Regions from separate parts of the Mus musculus genome. Here regions 1, 3 and 4 are each linked to region 2. Evidence: chromatin contacts called from public HiCAR-type, HiChIP or PLAC-seq and promoter capture Hi-C data. All regions are on one chromosome and are shown on one strand. The core of a region is the stretch at or near the end of the contact, and the rest is flanking DNA. Distances in the headings are between cores, read along the strand shown.

What was found. Promoter capture Hi-C pulls out the DNA fragments that hold promoters and counts their contacts. HiCAR-type assays count read pairs that join an accessible place to other places. HiChIP or PLAC-seq counts read pairs in DNA pulled down with a chosen protein or histone mark.
Region 1: a contact with region 2 is called in a HiCAR-type map of astrocytes, with 3 times the contacts expected there. The contact joins the promoter of Siva1 here to the promoter of Trmt61a in region 2. A contact is called at or near these places in 2 of 39 promoter capture datasets (embryonic stem cells and liver) and 4 of 115 datasets of contacts at active chromatin or transcription factors (astrocytes, embryonic limb bud, embryonic midbrain and 1 more).
Region 3: an H3K4me3 HiChIP or PLAC-seq map of bone marrow-derived macrophages shows a contact between it and region 2, with 3 times the contacts expected there. The contact joins the promoter of Zfp839 here to the promoter of Trmt61a in region 2.
Region 4: a contact with region 2 is called in a promoter capture Hi-C map of liver, with 2.2 times the contacts expected there. The contact joins the promoter of Rcor1 here to the promoter of Trmt61a in region 2. A contact is called at or near these places in 1 of 39 promoter capture datasets (liver) and 2 of 115 datasets of contacts at active chromatin or transcription factors (memory CD8 T cells and pancreatic cancer cells).

Annotation. Positions count from the first base shown.
Region 1 is chr12:112,643,444-112,648,896 of GRCm38.p6, reverse strand. Siva1 (SIVA1, apoptosis-inducing factor) reads right to left here and starts at 4,069. Exons shown (of 4, transcript NM_013929.2): 1 at 3,813-4,069; 2 at 1,865-2,059; 3 at 916-1,072. The coding sequence starts at 3,930. Gm30101 (a long non-coding RNA gene) reads left to right here and starts at 4,130. Exons shown (of 3, transcript XR_381987.3): 1 at 4,130-4,215.
Region 2 is chr12:111,675,061-111,680,474 of GRCm38.p6, reverse strand. Trmt61a (tRNA methyltransferase 61A) reads right to left here and starts at 2,370. Exons shown (of 4, transcript NM_001099793.1): 1 at 2,314-2,370; 2 at 1,513-1,872. The coding sequence starts at 1,843.
Region 3 is chr12:110,847,183-110,852,690 of GRCm38.p6, reverse strand. It overlaps Zfp839 (zinc finger protein 839), which reads right to left and starts at 2,412. Exons shown (of 7, transcript NM_001199785.1): 1 at 2,128-2,412. The coding sequence starts at 2,373.
Region 4 is chr12:111,037,210-111,042,606 of GRCm38.p6, reverse strand. Rcor1 (REST corepressor 1) reads right to left here and starts at 3,240. Exons shown (of 12, transcript NM_198023.3): 1 at 2,719-3,240; 2 at 2,586-2,645. The coding sequence starts at 3,001.

The sequences.
Region 1 (5,453 bases), core at 2,820-5,319, 970 kb before region 2:
CAGAATGGGAACTTGTCTGAAGACAGACTCAGGTGATAGGCATTTCAGGGACAGTTTGGGGACACCACTGTCTCTGGAAGGAGGCCTAGCATGCAAACATCCTGTGGGTCTTGCATCTTGGTTCCAGGCCTTTGTGGTTTACCAGACGGGTGAGATGTCATAAGAGACACACAGGAGTGACATGAAGACATAGCAACAAGAGGGCCACTGACACAAACCTGAGGACCTATAGCAGTCACCACAAGCCTGGAGGCAGCCTGGGAAACTCTCCCTCCCACCTTAGCATGAATCAGCCCTAAGGTTCCTGAGACTTCTCCCCAGAGTACCCCTGCAAGCACTCCTGATCTCTCCAAACCACTGAAGAGTACTCTGTTGGCGAGGATTTGCCATATGAAGTGTGGTTTTCCATCTGACGCATTAGCTTTAGAGAATGTTGGGGCTGAGCTTATCCGGATCCACTGTACTGATCCCATACTCATTTGGTGGAACAAGTCCCTACAGTGTGGAACAAAGGGACAGGGCTCTACACTGTCCACCCACTCACTGAGCACTTCTAAGGAGCTGACTCATCTGGCTGCAGCCAATGGGTAAGCAGCATCCATTCCATTCTGCTAATACACAGTTAACACACAGGGGTAGGCATGACCTGAATGTACATACACCCAGTGACGTGTGTGAGGCAATCCTCAAATGATACGCACGCTGGACAGAAACTGAAACTAGACAACAGTGTGGACTGTTGGAGCCCTAATAAGGACTCAGAAGTCCAGACCACAAGGCTGTGCAAGCCAGGGAGCTGCTTTAAGTAGGCCGCAGACTACTGGGAAGCACGGACTTCTTCCAAAAGGATCCGAGTCACCCACCCAGCACCTGTGCCCTGACGGAGAGGGACCGTGATCAGGTCAAAGCACTCACTCTGCAAGGCCACACAGCACACAGGCCAAAGCACCGCAGCCCCAGCAGGTGTATACACACTGCCCACACAGGGCCCGCTCGCACTGGCTGCAGACCGCCTTCCCATCCACAGATCTCATGCACGATGAACAAGCGATGGGCGCTGTCCTGGGAAGGCCTGTGAGGAGAAAACACCGAGGCTGTGAGCATTGGAAGGACACTGGAAGAACACGAGGGTGACAGGCACCCTTCTTCCCCTGCAACCGAGTCCTTTTGGCAACCTATCTATCAGCCACCTGGAGCACTAGACTAAAGGCTCACGATGAGGCATTCATTCCCAGGACTGGTCACAGGACTCCAGGACAGATCACCTGCCTGTTGCTAGGATGGCCGGAGTACTCTATCAGAACTCTCTATCTGTCTGGGTCTCAAGATGGGGTTTACTGTTTCACTGGTCAGCCCAGAGGCTTCTGGGCTGAAGCAGAGTCCTGTTTTTCACGAGTCACACGAGAACCACCCCTCAACAGGGAACGGACTGGCATCTTCTTACTGCAGGTGGGGCACCAGGAGAGCTTGAGATGCCAGTTGGAACCTGTTGACGTCCACTCTGGATGCCTGTGAGGGTCAGACTGCCCAGCAACATTTGCTCCACTTACCAGGCTCTAAGGCAGTGGTTCTCCACCTTCCTAAGGCTGTGACCCCTTAATATATACAGTTCCTCATGTTGTGGTGACCCCAAACCATGTAAGCATTTTCATTGCTACTTCATAACTAATTTTGCTACTGTCATGAGTCTCGCAACATAAATATATTTAAAGACAGAGATTTGTCGAAGAGTTGTGACCCACAGGCTGAGAACCACTGCTCTAAGTAGATCCTGTTTGCCCAGGTAGTCAAGGCTCTTGAACAGAACACTGCCACCATCTTCCCTAGGTGTAACAGCAGGTCAGCCCCACTGGCGGCCACTCACCACCTTCTGAGGCCTGAGCTTGGCACCGTGTCAGTCGGCCATCAGGTCCAATCAACATCTGTCCCCTCGCAGGTTGAGGGGCTCCTACCACACCAGACTTCAGTGACTCCTGCAGGTGGTTCACGGAACAATCTTCGCTCGATATGTGATCTCTATAGGCCCGAGCCCCTTGGAAAAGGAGCTGCTTGGTTCTTTCTGGGGAGGAAGAGCCTTCCTTAAGATAACTCTCCAAACCGCAAAGCGGTTGCACAGATATCCTATGACCCACAAGGCTCGGAGCCCCCTTTGCCTGTTCCCAGCCACCAGGCTGTGCTCCACTCCGGTGCTCCTCCCATTATTCTATTGTCAGCAGCCACAGCTATTCACTTCACCTGGTTGGTGCCCTCTTTGCACTCCCAGTCCTCCTCCTGTAAGCTTGTCTCAGTGCCAGAGAAAGCTCTGGCTCAGAACCATTCATTCCCAAAAGCAAGTGTCCCAAGGAGGCAGAAAACAGACACGAGTTTAGAACAGCACCTACAACCATTGCCAGGCCAGTGAACAACTTTACTAAAGGGACAATGACAACAACCCCCTGACAAAGACCTCCCAGATGTTCCAGCCCTGCCACCCACCAACCCCGGGTAACTGGCTGCTCACACCTATAACAGTGGATTGCTTCCTTTCGGGCTTCAGGCCCAGGGAGCCCTAAAGGGAAACACTGTTGCGAGTTCTAGAAATACTCACTCCCACGACCCAGGGACCTCTCTGTGACACTGGAAGCAAACAAAAACTCAAAGAGAGTGGCTATTCCCAGCTCAGTTGCCTCCTACTTTAAGACAGAATTACTTAAGTTCAAGGCCAGGCTAAGATACACGGTGAAAGCCTGTCTGAAAAACAAGAAATGGGAAGAGTTCCTGGAGGGGTACTCTTAACACAGGTGGGGCTCAAACCCACATTCCATTATGAGAGCAATTTTCTCCTTAAGGCCTCCTGGTCCAGCAGAGTCCAGAGTGTGGGCTGGGGTTTTGGTAAACTGTGTGTACTATAAAACTCGCTAGAGCCCTGCACCCCTTCCTGACTGGCTGGCTCTGAGTGGCCTGGCAAATGCTCCAACACACAAGTCCTCAGAAGGGTAGAGCCAGGCTGTTAGGTTCCAATTAACACTTAGGCCTTCTTTTCAACTGCATGCTTACATTTAAAAAAAATTAATTTACTTGGCTATTTAGTTACTATGAGTGTGGTCGGAAGACAACTTTCAGGAATTCTCTCCTACTGTATGTTCTTGGGACCTGACTCATGTCCAGGCTTGCATAGACTGCACTTTAACCAGCTGAGGCATTTTCTGGGCCGTGTTTGCATTGTTATTGCTGTTTTAAGACATCTCACCATAAAGCCCATGCCTTTCCCTTCTGAGTGCTGGCGTCAAAAAACAAGCCACGACGCCAGGCCATGTCTAGACTGGGGGGCGTGGGGGGAGGCACACTCTTTGCAGCTCAGTCCTGTCCCTTCACGCATCGCCCCTGCGTCTCAGCACTTGAGTTTGCATTCCCAGAGTACAGAGAGGGAAAGGACAAATACTGGGGCTGCGTAGGGAGTTTGTTTTCCCGCACATTCCAAAGGCGCAGCGGCACCGCTCAAAGTTATACGGCCGCAAACTGCGCCAAGCTACGGTACACTGCGTTACACCTGCCCCAGAAAGCCATCACTGCAAGGCAATGCTCAGCAACATCCATCCGCTACAAAGGCCACTTGCGAGGGCTCAGGGCAGTCTACGCCATCACGCCCACTCGAACCCAGTCCCCGCGTCGGTCCCGCGCTAGGCTAGTCCGCTCGGCAGCACTCGGGTCCGACTCGGATTTCTCCGGGAGCCGCCTGAAGCAGCATCCACCGTGAGCGCTCGGGACGCTCCCGCGGTCTCCCGCTGCCCTGCGCGGCGTAGCGCGCTCTACCCACGGAAGTCCACACTCACCGAAGACCTCGCGTGAGTAGCGCTCGGCGAACACACCGTGGCTCAGCTCTTTCAGGCCCACGTGGACTTTGAGTTGGAGCGGGGCTGCGTCTGCGAACGGGCAGCTCCGCTTGGGCATGGTAGCGGGTACCAGACACAGCCTTCAGCAGCGCGCAGCGCGCCGCGCGCCGAGCACACGTCACGGCGCCCTCGGACCGCGGCGGAGGCCCGAGCCGACGAGGGCGCGGCGCCCAATAGGCCGGAGAAAGGCTGGGGGCTCGCCTCAAACGGGCCCCGCTGCGCGGGATAGGCCGGAGTGACGTCGGGGGCGGGACTTACGCAGTTAACGGCGAGGGATAGGCTGAGGGAGGCAGTGGCTGGAATGCAGGGCGCGGGAAAAGGCCAAGGGCGCTGGCGCGGCGAGGTGAGGTCTGCGCAAGGCGTGGCACGGGATAGGCCGAGGGGGGGGGGGGTTGTGTTGGGGCGGGGCTAGTTTATGTCACAGCTCAGGATAGGCCGGGAACTAAGAGGCGGGGCTCTGGGGTGGGGCGCGGGATTAGCGGGATGCTACGTTGGGGGCGGGACTCGTGTGCTAAGGGGCTCTGCATAAACCAGCACGAGATCGAGGGCGGGGCTCAGCGCGCGAAAAGCCTGAAGGCTCTGTTGTCGCTAAGCAACGGTGATAGGTGATAGGTGAGATATCAGTATCAAACAGTAGGGTGGCGGGTTTTGTCCCAGCTCCTGATCTTAGTGGATACGGGCACCCATCTTCCCCTACGAGTTCCTCTTGTGTTCCCTTAGGTCTGATCTTGGGCAGGGAGCCTGAGGGTTTATGGCGTCACCTGCGGGTCCGCTGGTCAGGATTTAAAAATATTGTGGTGTCTTCTAACATGTTGAACAGGCAAAACAGTGATGCTGAGGGGTTTCTCAGTCCTTCTATTTCTACACAATCGGAACGTCAGTTATTCGGGTGCATTAAGTTTTGTGCTCATCTTGGAGTACAGGAGACCCGGAGTGTACACACAGCACCCGTTAATTCTCCAGACTTTGTAGAATGGAAGTCTCTGATCAAAGTGTCAGGTTCTCTGCAGGCTTCTGTCTTCCAGAATCTACAAATAAAAACTTTTGTGTCCTTACTGGATGTGTGTGTGTGTCCTCATCTCATAATAACACCCAGTACTTTGAATTAAGTTCTGCCCTAAGGACCCTGTTTTAACTCTTTAAGACTATATCCACCAGCCCTGTGTGTTGGCTCACACCTTTAATCCCAGCTCTCAGAAAGCAGAGGCAGGCTGATCTCTGTGAGTTGGAGGCCAGCCTGGGCTAGGTAGAGAGACCCAGTCTCAAAATACCGAACAAAAAACTGTATCCAGATACAATCACACTCTGACTCTTGGGAGTTAGGCCTTCGACATAAAGAAGGAGCACAATTCTAAATAGGACAATAGGGTCCAGTGACTACTGACTGCTGTGCTTCCCCACCCCCACCCCCACCCCCAAATGGTGGTTTCCCCGGTTGTAGAACTGTGCAGAATGGATGATACCTCTGTGTGGAGTCATGCGTTTGTCCCCTACTGCATGGCTTAAATCCAGCGACCTGTCCCAGGAACCACCACTAAGAAGGCTGTTGTTCATGTTAAGATAATGGACTTTTTCCTCCCA
Region 2 (5,414 bases), core at 1,121-3,620:
CCGTCTACACTGCAGTGAGCCCATGGGTCTTGCCTCAGTTGTCTATCTTACTTCCCCCATTAGCTCCTTGACTCAATCCTCTCCACAACACCAGCTCTGCTAAATCCATCTCCATAATAGAAAGCCAACTGCACCACCCTTCTCACAATGTCATCAGTCTGTCAAAAACAGACTTTCCAGGCAGGGGTGGCGCACGCCTTTAATCCCAGCACTTGGGAGGTGAGGTAAAGGCAGGTGGATCTCTGAGTTCGAGGCCAGCCTGATCTACAGAGTGAGTTCCAGGACAGCCAGGGCTACACAGACAAACCCTGACTTGAAAAAGAAAAAAAGCAAACCTCAGCTCAGCTCTTCCTTAGAGGGAGGGCTACCCCTCCTCACCTGACGTCATGGACTCCAGGACCAGGGCTAGCTCTGTCACCACTCATCCTTCTTCTTTTTTTCTTTTCTTTTCTTTTTTTTTTTTTTTTTTTTTTTGGTTTTTCGAGACAGGGTCTCTCTGTGTAGCCCTGGCTGTCCTGGAACTCACTCTGTAGACCAGGAAATCCGCCTGTCTCTGCCTCTCAAGTGCTGGGATTAAAGGTTTGCACCACCACTGCCTGGCTTCTTCTACTCATCCTTATAGCTGCTCCCTCCACAGCTCCAAGTACCCAGGCTTGGTGACCACTTCCAGCAAGGTTCCTCACCAAAGCACTGGTTCCAACCTCCTGCCTGTCCTGTCTTTCAGAGGGCGGAGAAGGGACCGGGTACCACATGGGAGCACAGGATTGTGTTGCCCGAAACAGGGCAAAGGCCTGAGACAGGATAGCATATCCCCTAATGCAAGGTACAAAAGGAGAGCTGTCAGAGCTGACCTGCTATCCGCTCTCTCGCTTCAGAGGGAAAGAATAGAAAGCCAGCAACAACCGGGAGAATGGGAACTCTTGTGACTCTGGACCTCAGCCTCTTAGCCCACAAGAAACACACCACCAAGGATCTAGCCATCTGATCCCCGGGGTCATTCTTGGCAGAGGTGTATGCCTAGATTGCTGCATCCAGTGGCCTCAGTACCTAAGGGTGGGCATGTGAGAGACAGCTAGCTCAGACCCTTCTAGCTACCACCTGGCCTCGTATCAGTGACAGTGCTAATCTTCGATGGAACTAGGGAAGGGCCTGGCTGTAAGTGTGGGACAGACTTCTCTCTGCAATGAGCTCTGGAGTATCCAGCCTCCCTCCAGGAAGGGGCAGCTGGCCTAGAAAAAAAGCAGTCAGCACCTTGGCCAGCATCAAGCAATCCCAGCTCCGACCTCATAGGGCACCTCCTCCTCTTTCTTCTCCAACCCAGGTTAGCTCCCATCAGCTGCCATTTCGATGACAGCAGCTAGTACTGCTTCTGGCTTCACTCCCTGCAGCCACACCCTCCCTTGCAAGCGGAGTTGCTAAATAAAAGCTAGAAGAACCAAGTAGTTCAGCGCACAACTGCAGGAAGGATCGGCTGCAAACCGTCTTATCTGAGCTCATACCAGAGGAGCTCACCTGATTCACAGACCACAGAACCGGGACGCAGCTCCAGCATCATGGTGATCAAGGCAATGTCGGTGGAGTAGAGGATCTGCGTGCGGTGGGGCAGGTTCACTGTCCAGAGCTCAGGAGTGGGGTGCAGCACATACACCCAGCCGCCTCTGCTGCAAATCACCTTGGAGCCAAATGGGCGGCCAATGAGGTCCACCGAGTGCCTCAGGACGCCATGCCGGGTCTGGGTCTGTGCCCCACGCTGCACACGCACTGCTACCATCGAGCCGTGCCCCAGTGACAGGATGGCTGTGTCGCCTTCCTTGATCAGCTCCTCGTATGCCACGAAACTCATGGTGTTAACGTTTGCCAAGGGTCAGGGACCTGGAGAAGTGGTGTGTGGACGTGAGGTCAGAGGACCAGGAGGCAGGATGAAGATCTGTGGTCTGGACAGAGAGGTCTGTGGGGCCTGGGTTCTGAGCAGGGTTAGCGGACTTGCTTAGCCAACCCAACAGAGCTGCACTCTAGCCTAACATATGGAGCCCTTCTGGAGGTCTCTATTCTCGGAGTACACAAGAGAGTGCACAGCGACAGGAGCCCAAGGATTCCCACACATGAAGAACCAGAATCCCCTAGTGTGAAGGCGGCAGCCTCTGATAGCGTGCACAGCAGGGGAGAGAAGCCACCTCCGAGCCCGGAATCCCCGTAGCCCCTTGCCCAGAGTCTCCACGGAGGGCTCCCGACGGCAGGGAAGGCTGGCCTCCCGCCGAACAGCACGGGACCTGCCAGCAAGCCCGGAGCGCCGCTCCCAGCTCGGAAACTCACGCAGCATAAACCGGCTCCCGGCTCCACACGTGGCTCCACGGCGGCCGTAGCACTTCCGGTGCTTTTTGATGACGTCAAACCAACGCAGGGCTCTCTGGGAGTCGCCGCGCTGTCCTTTGCGTGCTCCCAGAGGACCTTTTCTGGCTGGCGTCTCTTCGGCTGTGTTCTTCTGTGCAGGCTTGCACGTTGCCTAAGAGATCCGAGCGCTGTGCGAAATAAAAGTCCCCTGCTCGCCCGCGGCCTGTCCGCGCGCGGCCTTTTAGGGCTGCCCGGTGCACGAAGTGTCTGCCCGCGGGATACGCATGACCCTAAAGAGCACTTTGACAACTATGTAACCCCAGGACCTCCCTACTATGGCCCACCAGGACATTTTTGTCATTGCAAACAGCTCTGAAACACCCTGTCTGGGCTCCAGAATAAATGCCATAAAGTGGAAACGCAGGCAAAGGGATGAGGGTTAGCTCAAAGACTTTGGCTAGGGCTGGGCCGAGTAAAAGGAGTAGAGTTAGTCTGGAGTATTCTGCAAAAGTGGCCCTAGGCCAGGTCCTGCCTGAGGGGGAGGGCACAAAGCGTCCCTTTCCAGGATCCCTGGCATCTTGAGAGCCTATGAAGTGAAGGAAGATTCTTCCTCCGGGTGTGCAGTGGAGAGGGGAGTAGGCAGGCATGGGGCAGAGAGAGTGGAGAGCCTTCCTGCACACCTCAGCTGGTAGAAAAGAAGAGAAGGAAACGTTAGCTATGCAGAACCAGCAGCAGTGACCAGCTTAAGGCTGCACTCTCCATGAAGAGACTTTGACCCAGCCTGCCTTTTCTAGAATCCCGCCAGCCTATAGGGATCCTCTGGGGCCAGGCTAGGCCAACCTGTGATGTCCTTGCCCTAGAAACTCAGGTGCCTGACTTCAGACCTCCTCAAATTTCTGCCCTGATTGACCTTAGTATGATAGCCCTGGAAGGACAGACAGTGAGGGTTTTTCTTGGTCGCCCATGTCTTCAGCTGAGACATCCCAGCCATATCCACAGCCCCACAACCCTTTTCTTTCTTTTTTTCGTCTTTATTGAATAATTTATTTACATTTCAAATGTTTTCCCCTTTCCAGGACTTCCCTTCAGAAACTCCTTATCCCATCCTCCCTGCCCCCACAACCCCTGTTCTAACAGGGTACTTCATTCCCTTGGTGGTGCACAGCCCAATACACATCCTAATTGCCCCTCTGGAGAGTTAGACTTTTCACTTCTCCTGGGAGGTTCCTCTTCCTCAGCTTCTCGGTGGCATGGAGACCAGGCCTGATTACATCCCCACCCAACCTATGAGTTCAACGGGGGGGGGGGGGGGGGCTTGGTTCCACTTGCCCACTGCTGGCTTCTCAGTTCTTCCTGTGTACCTCTTCTACAGTCCATCTTCTCAGAACTAGTCATCTGTTATGCCCAGCCTCAGCCTGGAGTCTTCAAGCAGAACCAGCAGCTTAAGACCCTAGCTGGTGAGGTGAGGGTGGGGAGATTTCCCAGCGCAGTTTATGCACTGAGTTCTAATAAGAACAGATGCTTCATGTGGCCAGTTCACTCTCATGTCATTGAATCCTCTTCCTTACAATTTTATGACCACTTTACAGATGGGGAACAGAAAGCTAATTTGTGTAACATCATACCGACAACATGGTTCATGCAGGGCTATATTTTGTCTTTCAGACAGCCTCCCTATATAGCCTTGGCTGCCTGGAACTCACTATGTAGATCAGGCTGGTCTCAGACCCAAGAGATCTGCCTGCTCTGCCTAACAAATACTGTGCTTAAAGGTGTGCTCCACCCTGGCCTGAGGGATTCCAGTTCAAAGCCTAGAGTCAGAGAACTGATAGCGCTCTTGGGCAAGAACAGGGGCAGCCAGCCCCAGAGGAAAAGAAGCTGAAGATGTCTTTGGGGGAGGCTGCTCCACCTGCACCTCTGGCAGGGCCTAAGTTGCCAAGAGTCCCCCTTTGACTGGCACAGCCTCCTGCTGCACTGTCTGCAGCCCTCACCTCTCTTCTGACCCCTGTCAACTTCCCCTTTGCCCTCCATGAGCAAGGGAGCAGAGAGGAAGAGATACACCTTGGCCACAGACTGTGGCTAGCCTCTGGCGAACCTGGAGCCCATGGCCCTATCTGTTCTCCATTTGCCCTGCTGGACTGGACCCTGCTCTATGATTAAAAAACTCAGTCTATGATTATCAAAGACTCCTTTGATACCCCTTCCTTCTTTGTGGTTAATGTATGACTTGGTGTGATTTTGAAGGAAATGGGACCATAAATCTGGGGGGTGATGTCATCTAGCTTCTCGCCTGGGAGCTGCCAGACCAACTACCGACTCCCGAGGAGAGCAGCAGGCCCACAGTCAGGAACACAGCTAGGTTGGAAGACCCTCATCTTGCTTCCTTGCTCTGGGGGCTATCAGGACTTCCAAGCAACACCCCAGTGGGGGCCTCACATTGATACTGTCATCTGGAGGCTATAAAGGCCCCTTCACCTCCCTATCCTGCTGTCCCTTCCACTATAGCTGCATATACTCTATGAATCTGCATGATGTCCCAAGGGTAGTCACCCTAGGACCATCGGGGGATATCAGGACCTTCTGAGCCAGTACTTCTTTGTGTCTTTTCCTCTGTGTATCTGCAGAATGGGACAGTAGTCAAAGGTCACAGGAACCTGTGCCTGCACTGGGTGTGGTTTAGTGCTGGGATAATAGGCACCCTTGACTTCTGTTCCTCACCTCTACCAGAGTCCTGGTCTTGCTCTGGCAGGGAGATAAAAAGGGGTAAGGAAGGAGAAAAGGCTAAGCTGCAAATCCTGGAGACAAAGAGGAAGCCCTGAGCCCCCTACCCCCACCTCCAGCCTAGATAACAAGTTCGCTTCCTATTTCTAAAATAGAAACTTGAGCACTTGAGGCTAAGCAGAACCAGCTTCCCTGAAAGGGGTAGGGACTGGGTAGGCAGCTGCAGATATATCTGAGATGGGGAGAGGCTGCCGGGAGCACAGAATACAGGCTGAGGGCACACCTGCTGTCTAGCCAAAGACTAGGACTCCTGGAGCCCAGGCTGGCCTTGATTCTTAATCTTCCTGCCCCTCCCTTTTCCC
Region 3 (5,508 bases), core at 1,163-3,662, 830 kb after region 2:
TCTGAAAGGAGACAGTAGTCCCCAGAGACAGGTCAGGCAGGTAACACTGCCACAGTGACACAACAGAGGCCTTCGAGAACGTTCCAGAAGACGACTGTCTCTCAGGTGCCTTGAAGGTCACAATGAATTGGTCAGGCATTACAAGGCACTTCTGTCTAAGGGAAACGAGGCTTCTTGGAAGGCTAGGACCGCGCACAGCTGTTGGTGGAATTGAAGTGTGTCTATAGGTCAGGAACAGTGAAGATGGGACCAGAGACCCACATTACCCCAGAAGGTGGTCACTGGCTTGTACTTTTGGTCTGCTGTCCCCACAGTGAGCCAGAGCTTGCTATCCTGGTTGTATCAATGAACCCCAAGTGTACCCCGGAATGCTGCCTCTCCTCTCCTGCATTTCCAGCTGGCACCCAGCCTGGCAAATCTAGCTCAGACACTAGCTTTTCAGCATTAGCTGTGTGCTCCCAGAGACCGTTTCCTTTTTCTGAATGTATTCAGTTAGTTACATCTCTAGCTTTTTGTCCTTGACCAGCTATCATCTGGGTCTTGTGTCACTTCCTCCTAGTCCTCAGACTCCTTGGGGGCAGAATCCTTATCTGCTTGGCCTCTGGGTTATCAGGGCACAGTTTAAGCTGGAAGATTATCCTGCACACCAGGCCACAAAGGGGTCCATTCTTTCATTATTTGAATCTGGTTTTCACCATCCCCATCACACCAGCTACCACCAGCAAATCTATCAAGCTAACTTTGATTAAGTTTGCTCTCCTTTGGTGGAAATTATATCACTGCCTCTTTCCAAAGCTGTCATATCAAATTCAAAATTGTGGCCATATTTAGCAAGGTAAGGAGGACACAGCCTTAGAGTACAGCAAGCCGAGACACTGAACCTCTCTTGTGTGGTTTCCCTGGGGTGGCAGCGATGTAGTTCGGTTGATAAGAGTGTTAAACCACAGAGGAACCACACAGTTCAGCCCCAGCACCGCACACACCTCTAGAGGAGGGGAAGGAAGGATTAGCGATTTAAAGTCATGCTCAGCCATGTGTCAGGTCTGCAGCCACCCTGGGAAACAAGACCTAATCTCAGAAAGGAGACAAACCAAAAAGCAAAACATGTCATGTGGCCGCTGACAGCCGTGCCTCTCTGACAATGTATGATAGCGTGCAGACGCTCCGAGCAGGAGCTTCACGGAGGCCGCACCAATGGTGTGTCACGTCTGTCTCAGACTTGCTCCCTAGGGCAGCAGTCTACCAGTGAGGAACCTTAGATAGTGAGCCATCCTTCCTGCAGGCAGAGAAGCCAATGCCCAACGAGGGTCAGTCACCAAGGGTCACTCTTCTAGCAAGTGCTGTCAGGAAGACAGCACGCCTTGAATAGCCAATATCTACCTCAAAACCACTGGAGACCACAGAATTCTATTCTCTGCCCTATTTTTGGTGGAGGCAGCTCTCTCTCCTGGTCTCTCCCCTGAGGTGAGGTGTGTGTTGTCATTTGCAAAAGCCAGCAGGTCTTCTTACGACCGACATAGAGTACCTTCAGTTTCAGGAGCTACCTGGACCCTCCCAGGAGAAGCCAGATTTTAATGGCTACTCTCAAAACAGCCCAAATCTGTGTGAGCTAGGGGGTAAACCCGCCGGGAGGGAGGGAGTTCTGCAGTGCGGCGCCTTCCTGTGCTTCTTTGCTACTGTATTGGACACTGAAGTTTGCCAAAGTCTCCAGCAAAGTTCTCTCCACTCAGGCTCAGTTCTGGGTCAGTGGCTGCGCGTGCCGCCACCGCTTTCCTCTAAATTCACTCAGCTCTGGGTTCCAGCTCCAGAACCGATCAGGAGAAAGTTCTCCCTTGTCACCCCCCACCCCCAAGACGTGACTTATGCTACCCGCTGGCCGTTGAGAATACACTTGGCCTCAGTGTAGAACCTGGCATACTTCTAGCGCCCCATAGATGCTGAAGGAAGGACAAGTTGCTGTAGGGCGGGCCAGGCGCCGAGGGGCTTGGAGCAGGGCTGTGAGCGCAGAGGAGGAAGCAGGACGCCCCGAGGTGGGCCGGGCGCGCAGAGCTGGGCGCACACGACCCAGGCTCCGAACGCGGTCCGCAGCGGCCAGCTCCGGCCCCTCCACCCCGCGCGGCGCCTCACCTGCGGTGTCAGCAGGCGCGGGGCCTCGGCGCCCGGCCCCCGCTGGGCCTGTTGGGCCCCGTCCCGGAGCCGCCGCGCCGCGGCCGGCAGCGTGCTGGGCGGTGGCTGCGCCCGAGTCACCTGCTCCAGAACCCGCCGCAGCTGCTCGGGGTCCAGCGGAGCCAAGCGCACGGCGCCGTGGCTCCGGCCGGGAAGAGTCGAGCCACTGTCGCCGACATTCCCGGACTCCGGTTCCGCGCCTGCCATGGCGGCCTATGGGGGGGGACTCGAACCCGTGTCGTCTGTAGGGGCGGGGCGGAAGTGCGTCACCCGGTAGAGGGCGGAACCTACGCGTGCCCGGCAGGCCAAAACATCTCCATGGCTCCGGGGCTTGTACTAAATTGCTGCCGCCGCCGCTCTGTTAATGTTTCGATCCCCAAGTGTCACTCGCTCCATGCTGATGTCCCGGATCGGATCCTCAGTGGAGGTCTTCGGAGTTCCCGAGTCCCGGGCTTACACTGATCTCTAATCCTCAAATTGAAAAGTCTTCCTAACCCCGCTCGAGAAACTTGGCGTTACAGTCACGCACCACTCACTACTTCTGGTTTTATGCGGTGCCAGGGGCTCGAACCATGGCTTTATGAATTCTAGGACAAAGGTTCAACCAAGTTAAGATTTACAAGGGGGCTTCTCGAGAGGGAGTCAGTTTAAACGTCTGAGCAGTCAGTCAGACATACATGTTGGTGGCTTTCAAGTTACAAAGGGTTACAAGGGTTGCTGGAGGAAACCTTTTCCCCTCTGCAGTAAATGAGTTTAGAGGGCTGCTCAGGGTGACTCTAGAGGATCCTTTCACAGACTGCAGTCTGGTCAGATAAAACTACAGGTCACATTATAATTTATAATCCTCACATATATAAAGTGTAGTCTCGTGAGGTTCCTAGAAAATTGCAAGTTTATACCTGAGAAAAGAAATAGGTAATATATACATAATTTATTGTTGTCTTAACATTATTATTTGGGGGAGGGTGGAGTTCAAGACACGTTTCTCCGTGTAACCCTGCACAGAGTGTCCTAGAACTCCCTCTGTAGACCAGGCTGACCCTGAGTGCTGGAAATGAAGGTGTGTGCCATCATGCCCAGTTTTTAACATTATTATCTTAAGCATTTCTATATAGATGGAATATTCTCTTTATGTTGGCAACCTTCTCAGTAATTGTCAATTATGCATGAGTCCTTGCTTGACACCCTGCTGGCATGAGGCTTCAGCGCGACTCCAGGGTAATGAGCACTTTTCCCTTCCGTGTGTCCGCTCAGTTTTACCCTGCCTCACAATAGGATTATAAAGTTTGCATTTAATTTCATTTTTTGTTTTGTCTTATGTGTATGGGTGTTTTGCCTGGGTCTATGTACACAACTCGTGTTACTGGCAGTCCCCTGGAACAGAGGGATTGCTGTGAGCCACCATGTGGTTGCTGGGAATGGAACCCTGGACTTCTGTAAGAGCAGCCAGTGCTTGGAACCACTGACCCATCTCTCCAGCCCCAAAATGTTTGCATATTTGACATTAGTGCTCCATCTGAAGCCTCCTCAAGTGTTTCTGGGGTGACCCATCCCACAGCTACCTGGCATCTAGAGTGAACATCTCGAGGGCAGGAATGACATATTACCCATTGGGTGCCCAACACAAGCTCTGAGCCAAAGTATACACTCAGGGATGCATGGATGGATGCATGCATTGATGGATGGATGGATGGATGGATGGATGGACAGACAGATGGATGGGTGGGTAAATAGATGGGCAGATGCATCCATCCACCCATGTGTCCACCCTTCTCACATTTCAGTCTGTCCATCCGGCTCCCCAGCCTCAGCCTAACTTCTCTCTGTACTGTAGTGGTTCTGTGTGTCAGCTCTTCGCTGAGTAGCACAGTAGGACCACTGGTCAACACATCCTCATTAAGCCCCTGTTGGGTGGATGAGGGTCCTATCAATCACGAGTCAGTGTGAGATGAGGGAGACGCATAGGAGAGGGACTGGGGACAGCCTGCTGCCAGGGAAGGCTCTGATTATTGCATTTCACCAAAGGATTCTCTTTTTATTTTAAACTATGTATGTATGTGCCTGAGTATATACTATGTGTGTATTATGTGTGCACTTGTGAGCAAGAACATCAGATCATCTGCGGTGGTTATAAGCCACGGTGGGTGCTTGCCTGCGTGCGTGCGATGGGAACTGACCCCAGGTCTGATTATCATCTTTATCATTACTGAAGCCAGTTTCCACCCTGCAGTGTCCTGAGTTACTCCCCTGGCATCTCACTAAGGTTGTCCACGGGTCTTTGTCTCAGTGGAACAACAACAGGCTCCATGTATGGCCTGGAGCTCACATCTGCCAGCCTCAGCCTCCCGAGTGCTGGTGTTACAGGTGTCTGTCACCGTACCCACTTACTTCTTCACTATTTTCTTCCTTTTCTCTTCCCTCCAACCGTAAATTGAGAATTACCCCCATTTTCCAGAATATCGACTCTGTTTTAACAACCTCTTGACTGTGCTGGAGAGAAAAAAACCTTATCATTTGAATTGGAGGATGTGTACATTTCAAATTAACAGACAAAAGATGGGTTACCAGAAGACCGGATTAGAAAATGAATGCTGAATAATACTGGCCAGGCGTGGTGCAGCGGTGCACCTCTGATTCCAGCCTGGAGGTCCTTCTGCCTCCAGTGCCGGGGTTAAAGACAGTCACCACCACGACTAAATTCAAGATAATTTTAATTAATTAATTTTTGTCCTGTTTTATTACATTTTGTTTTTGTGACAGGGTTTCTCTGTGTAGCCCTGGCTGTCCTGGAACTTGCTCTGTAGATGAGGCTGGCCCCAAACTCAGTGATCTGCCTGACTCTGCATTCTGAGAGCTGAGATTAAAGATGTGGGACCACAACTGCCTGGCTCAAAATAATTTTTTAAAAAGATTTTTTTTTATTATATGTAAGTATATGTAGCCGTCTTTAGACACACCAGAAGAGGGTGGTTGTGAGCCACCATGTGGTTGCTGAGATTTGAACTCAGGACCTTCAGAAGAGCAGTCAGTGCTCTTACCCACTGAGTCTTCTCACCAGCCCTCAAAATAATTTTTAAAGTACTTTTTTGTTTGTTTGTTTTTGTTTTTTGAGACAGGGTTTCTCTCTATAGTCCTGGATGTCCTGGAACTCACTTTGTAGACCAGGCTGTTGGCCTCAAACTCAGCAATCTGCCTGCCTCTGCCTCCCAAGTGCTGGGATTAAAGGTGTGTGCCATCACTGCCCAGTTTAAAGTACTTTTTAAGGTTTATTTTTATTTATGTGCATGTGTCTGTGTGAGTGAGTGCCACTTGTGTGCAGGTGTCCAAGGAGGGCAGAAGGAG
Region 4 (5,397 bases), core at 1,991-4,490, 640 kb after region 2:
ATTTCTGTTATGTTTCTTCAGCCAGGGTGGTGGCTCAGGCCTTTAATATCAGCACTCTGAAGTCAGAGGAAGGTAGAGCTCTGTGAGTTCAAGGCCAGCATGGCCTGTTTAAAAGTTCAAGGACTTTTGAACAGCTAGGGCTACACAGTAAAACCCTGCCTCAAAAAAACACAAGAGGCCGGGCAGTGGTGGCACACACCTTTAATTCCAGCACTTGGCAAGCAGAGGCAGGTGGATTTCTGAGTTGGAGGCCAGCCTGGTCTATAGTACAGTCAGAGCTACACAGAGAAACTGTCTCGGAAAAAAAAAAACAAAAAACAAAAAAACCACAAGACAAAAACCAGAAGACTTTCCTTGGAATTTACATTCAATGATAGCAAAAAAAAAAAAAAAAAATCACCCAGAAACAGTAAACAAATGTGTCCCAGTGCTCAGACTGACAAAGCAGGGTTTTAAAGAATGTCATAGCAGTTAAATTACTCTCCAGACTAAAACAAACACAAAATAGGAAGTTTTGAAATATTAACATGAACAATCAATTGACAATAAAGCTATGCATGAGAACATTTACAGTGTTTTACTTTCTAGAACTCTAACAAATATATATCCCTAGAATGTGTAAGGACCTGGGTTCAATCCCACCATGACAAAAAATAAATAAATAAAGTTAACTATCACATCTTGAGATATAAATATGTACAAGACCTAAAAAATATTAATAACCAAACTAAGTCTAAAGACACTGAAGCAGGATGATACCAAATTTAAGTCCAATTTGGGCCACATAGCAAATTTTTAAGACAGCCTACATTACGGAGAGACCCTATGTCACAAAAGCAAAAATGTCCCAAGAGTCCAAAACTTATCCCATGACAACTGATGTTTCAAAGAAGAGTCTAACTCTAAAGGCACCAGGCACCTCAATGACAATGCAGAGACTAAGAGATCTAAATCCTGTGACCATTAAATATGTCCTTTTCCTAGGTCCCATCAAACATTTACATAACCTTTGAAAATATGTAACAAAAATGACTCAAGTTTCTGGAAGGTCTGACTGCTCCACTCAGTTTTTAAGAGTAACTTGTGAGAGAAACTTTGTGGCAAGCTTCATGTTCACTATGTATCACTGCAGTCGGACTTGACCTACAAAATGAGGATAGGGTCAACTGTAAGTGAAAAGCAGTATGCTTCCCCTGGTGGCCAAGCTAGGGATGAAGCCCTGCTCAGAAAAATGAAAAAAATGAAAAGTGACTCCCAGAAAAAGATGTGAGGAAAGGGGAAACTATCTAAAACGCTAACAGGAGTTTACGAAGCGGGGAGTTATACTACAGAACTGTGAGGGACTGGAGTCATGCATTTGCAAATCATTTATTCTTGGGGTGACCAAACACTCACCCTGAATCCCTCTCTTCTGTGCTTTCACTTTTACCTAAACACAGAGTTCAGCACCTTAATAACAACTTAAAAGCAATCTCCTTTTTCAAGGACCAGATCCTTGCAATTTTCTGCAGTCTTGTTTCCAAGGAAAAGCATTTATCTTTTCAAACTAGTGGTATAACCTACTTAGAAAAACCTCCTGTTCTAAAGCCCTCCAACCAGGACGGTTCACTCTAGCTGTACAAGATTGTCTTTTGAATTTTATTTCTGAAACAAAACCCACGGCCTTTCAAACATTTCCTGTAACCACCACCTTGAAAGACAGTCTCATACAGAGATGGGACAGAATCATAGGCATTAAAATCTGGCGAATTCCTTTGTCTGATAGGATTCCCCCCCCCCCACCCCCGTACCTCTTTAAATTTGCTTCCACACAGATCACCAGGAAGGCAAGTAAGAATGCCCCTTCTTAGGGGACAAGGATTTCTAGTAGATGGAAATGGCCGGTTAGCTAAACCTTTTGATGGTTCTATTCTTTCACAACCTCTTCCTCCCCACCCCATCCCCCCCAAAAGAAAAAAGAAATAAAGGAAACACACATTTACAAACAGATCTTAAAATAACAGCCACAAGTCGGGCTCTCTTATCTAGACAGATGCTCTCTGGAAAGCACACTTCTTTTATTACCTGATTGGGGTGGAGGGACAGGAAGATCTTTACTCCACCAGCCCTCGGGATGGGATGGGATGGGATGGGATGGGATGGGATGGGATGGGACAGGATGGGACCGGACGGGACAAGACGGGATGAGAGTCAAGAGGCAATAAGAGCGTAGGGTTGGCAGGGTAACGCTAGGAGCCAGTTTGAAGTAAGAAGTCTCTGCGGAGCCCTGGGTCCGAGCGCCCCAGGACGCCAACTCTCCAGCACTGCCACCCGGGATCCCGTCCTAGCTCCGGTACACCACACCTGGAGGCAGAGACATCCCACTCCACCCCGGCCAGGTGTGGCTTTCTCAGAGCCGGGGGACACTGCGGGCCCAGTGCTGTCCCCACCGGAGCCCATGGCCTCCCCGCACCCGAATCTGCAGCACACTCGTGTGCGAGCGTGCCGCGCCGCCTGCCCTCGCGCCCCGTGTGCCCCCGCGGACCGAAGGCCAACACGCACAAAAAACAAAGTTGTCTCCCGAGCTCCCGTCACTCGCTACTCACCAGGATCGAAGTCGGGCACCGCCGCTTGGTACTGGGGTCCCACCCGCATGCCACCGCCACCTGCGGGGAAGCAGAGCACGGCGGTCAGCGCGGGCGCGGACACGGGCCGGGCGCGGGGGCGGCTGCCACCTACCGTGCTCCTCGTCGCTGGACGAGCCCGAGCTGCCTTCCTCCCAGGAGTTGCTGCCGCTGTTCCCGTTGGGAGCCGCCGCCGCCAAACTTTTATTCTGGCCATTATTGGGGGCGGCGGCGGCCGAGGCGGCGGCGGCGGCCGAGGCGGAGGCGGTGCCGGCCGAGGCGGCGGCTGAGGCGGCGGCCGAGGCGGCCGAGGCGGCGGCCGAGGCTGCGGAGGCCGCCGTGTTCCTCCCTCGCCGCTTCCCTGAGACCTCGGGGCCCTTCTCCACCATGGCCGGCATCGGCGGGGCCCGGGGCCGGGCCAAAGTGACGGGGACCCCGGCTCGCGAGGCGCGGGCGGCGGGCCGCGGGCAGGGGGCGCAGGTGGGCGCCGGGCCGGGCGGGCGAGCGCGCGGGATCCGCTGGCGGGAGTTGGGGCTAGAGGAGGCCCAGACGGGCGGAGCAACGAGCCGCCTCAAGCCCCCGATGCCGAACGGAGCGCAACTTTGGCTCTCATCGCCGCCCGCACTTCGCTGGCTCTAACTACTCCGGGAGCCGCGGGCGGGGGGGAGGGGCGGAGCCTGGGGGGGAGGAGGGCCGCGCACAGCCTAACCCGTCGCTCGCAAGCTCCGCCCCTGCGAGCTTCCATTGGCTCTCACGGGATCCGGGCGGCAAGCAGGGGCATGGTAGGTCTCTGTGCGCGTCCGTCAGGCCACGGGGGCGGGATCACGGGAAGGAGGGGGAAGGTTCTGTGCTTCCGTTGGCCAGGTTGGGTTGACGCGTATCGCCCACTGTACGTGGTTTGAGGTTTGCGATCGCTTTACGCCCCATGATCCATCTCTCGAGGCAACAGCGAGGAGTTAGCCCCCTCCCCCTCCCCAGCGCCCCGCTCCCTCCGCTCGCACCCTGTGGGCCCCGCGCCACCTCCCCCGGGGATCCCGCCGAGCGTCCCATCGGCTTCCCAAAGTGAATGTGCCCGACGCGAGAACAGAAATCGCGGGCAAGGTCGGGACTACTTTCCCCCTCGCGCGGAGGAGTACGCGCACAGTTTGAATGGGTTCTATACAAAGAGGGGAAACTAATTGGAAGAAACTAATTGCGCCCCCGCGTCGCCCAGGGGCGATCGAGATGTACTAGAGCAAGGGAACCTGGGGACGAGGCTCTCAGGTGGCAGTGTCCCCCGAGGGAAGGAAAGCGGTTGTGCCTGGAGACGATGGAGCTCCCCGCTAATTGGGTTGGGGGCCACCGGCTCCCCACGTTGCCTGAGGGGCCGAGGGAGGAGTCGGGATGTTCGGCCGGGGAGGGCCTCGAAGCCGTCGGGGTGAGGGGAGGTGCCGAGTGGCCCCGGGACAGCAGGAGGGACATAGATCGACTAGGGGCCCCACCGCGAGGGGGAAAAAGAAGGAGCTTGAGTCCCCAGCTCGGTAGAAGAGGAGGGTCACTTCCCGAGACCCGGGCCCTTCCCCCAGCCCGCAGGGCTAAGAGCCTGAACGCGGAGGAGTCGGTGACACCCAGCCCTGGGCGTCCTTGTCCCTGGAGTGATCAAGCGAGGGGCCCCGTCACTGCCTGACAGCTGCCTGTGGGGCTGGGTGGGCTGCCCCACCCCCCGCGCCAGCGACCAAACCTGGGGACTATAGGTGAAACCGTTTGCTTTAAATTAAAAATAAATAAATAAAACAGGAGATGGCTATTTTTCGTTTATATTACTTCAGACCTGGGCTTCATATGGGGACAGTTTTTACACCCGCTCAGGATATAAATAGCTACAGAGAGAAAACGAGAGTTTTATGGTTTGAAAGCCCGCATAAATAAGCAGGGGTTTCTCTTCCACGTTTTCTGCCCCGCGAATCATTTTAAACTTCACTGAAGTGACCATGGTCACTTCTAACTGGCCTTCAAGAACAGGGCCCAGAGCCTCCCGGTAGCAGATCCCTGCCCCCACCAAGTTCCTGTTCTTGCTCTTGGACTCCTCTCTGAAGGACACCCCTCTGCTTAGAAAGTCCTGGGCACTGCAGGCATGAGCTCTGGAATAACCGGGTCCAGCTGGCCTGGTCAGCAAATAGACTGCTAAATCAGAGGTGGGATCCAGGGGTGACCTGGGATAGGTACCTGGATGAAGCCGTGACTTCATGACAGATGAACCTGAGCGGCTAGGGGCACTCTGTCCTCTTTCTTCCCTATCTTCCAAGATGTACCACAGACAGATTAACCTACATACAGGAACAAACATGATTTGAGTTCCTTAGTAGGGCAGTTGGGATTGACACAACACAAGGGTCCTTGTCCCTGCCCACTGGACTCCCAAGCTGGAGGCCATTTCCTAGAAAGTACCGCCTCTTTCTAGGGTCATGACCTAAAGAAAGGGAGACCACAGCTTCTAGGGCGGGACTGGCTGGGTAGGGCAAGCCAAGATGCCAGGACTCACAGCTACTATGGTGCACCCAGGGCACCCTGCGTGCCTCACCCTAATCTAGGCCCTGATCCAGGGAGTCCTCCCCACCCCGTGCCCATTGAAATGGAAGGTAGGCTTGGGAAGAAGGAAGCCGAAATCTCTCCTACTGCCAGCGGTACGCTATCAGTCTGACATCTTGCTACATTGTAACTTTGGATGCTTCAGTGACCCTTCCAATTGATTTTTTTTGGGGGGGCGGGTATTATTTGAGACAGATCCTCCCTTTAACTGGGACAGGTCTTAAAC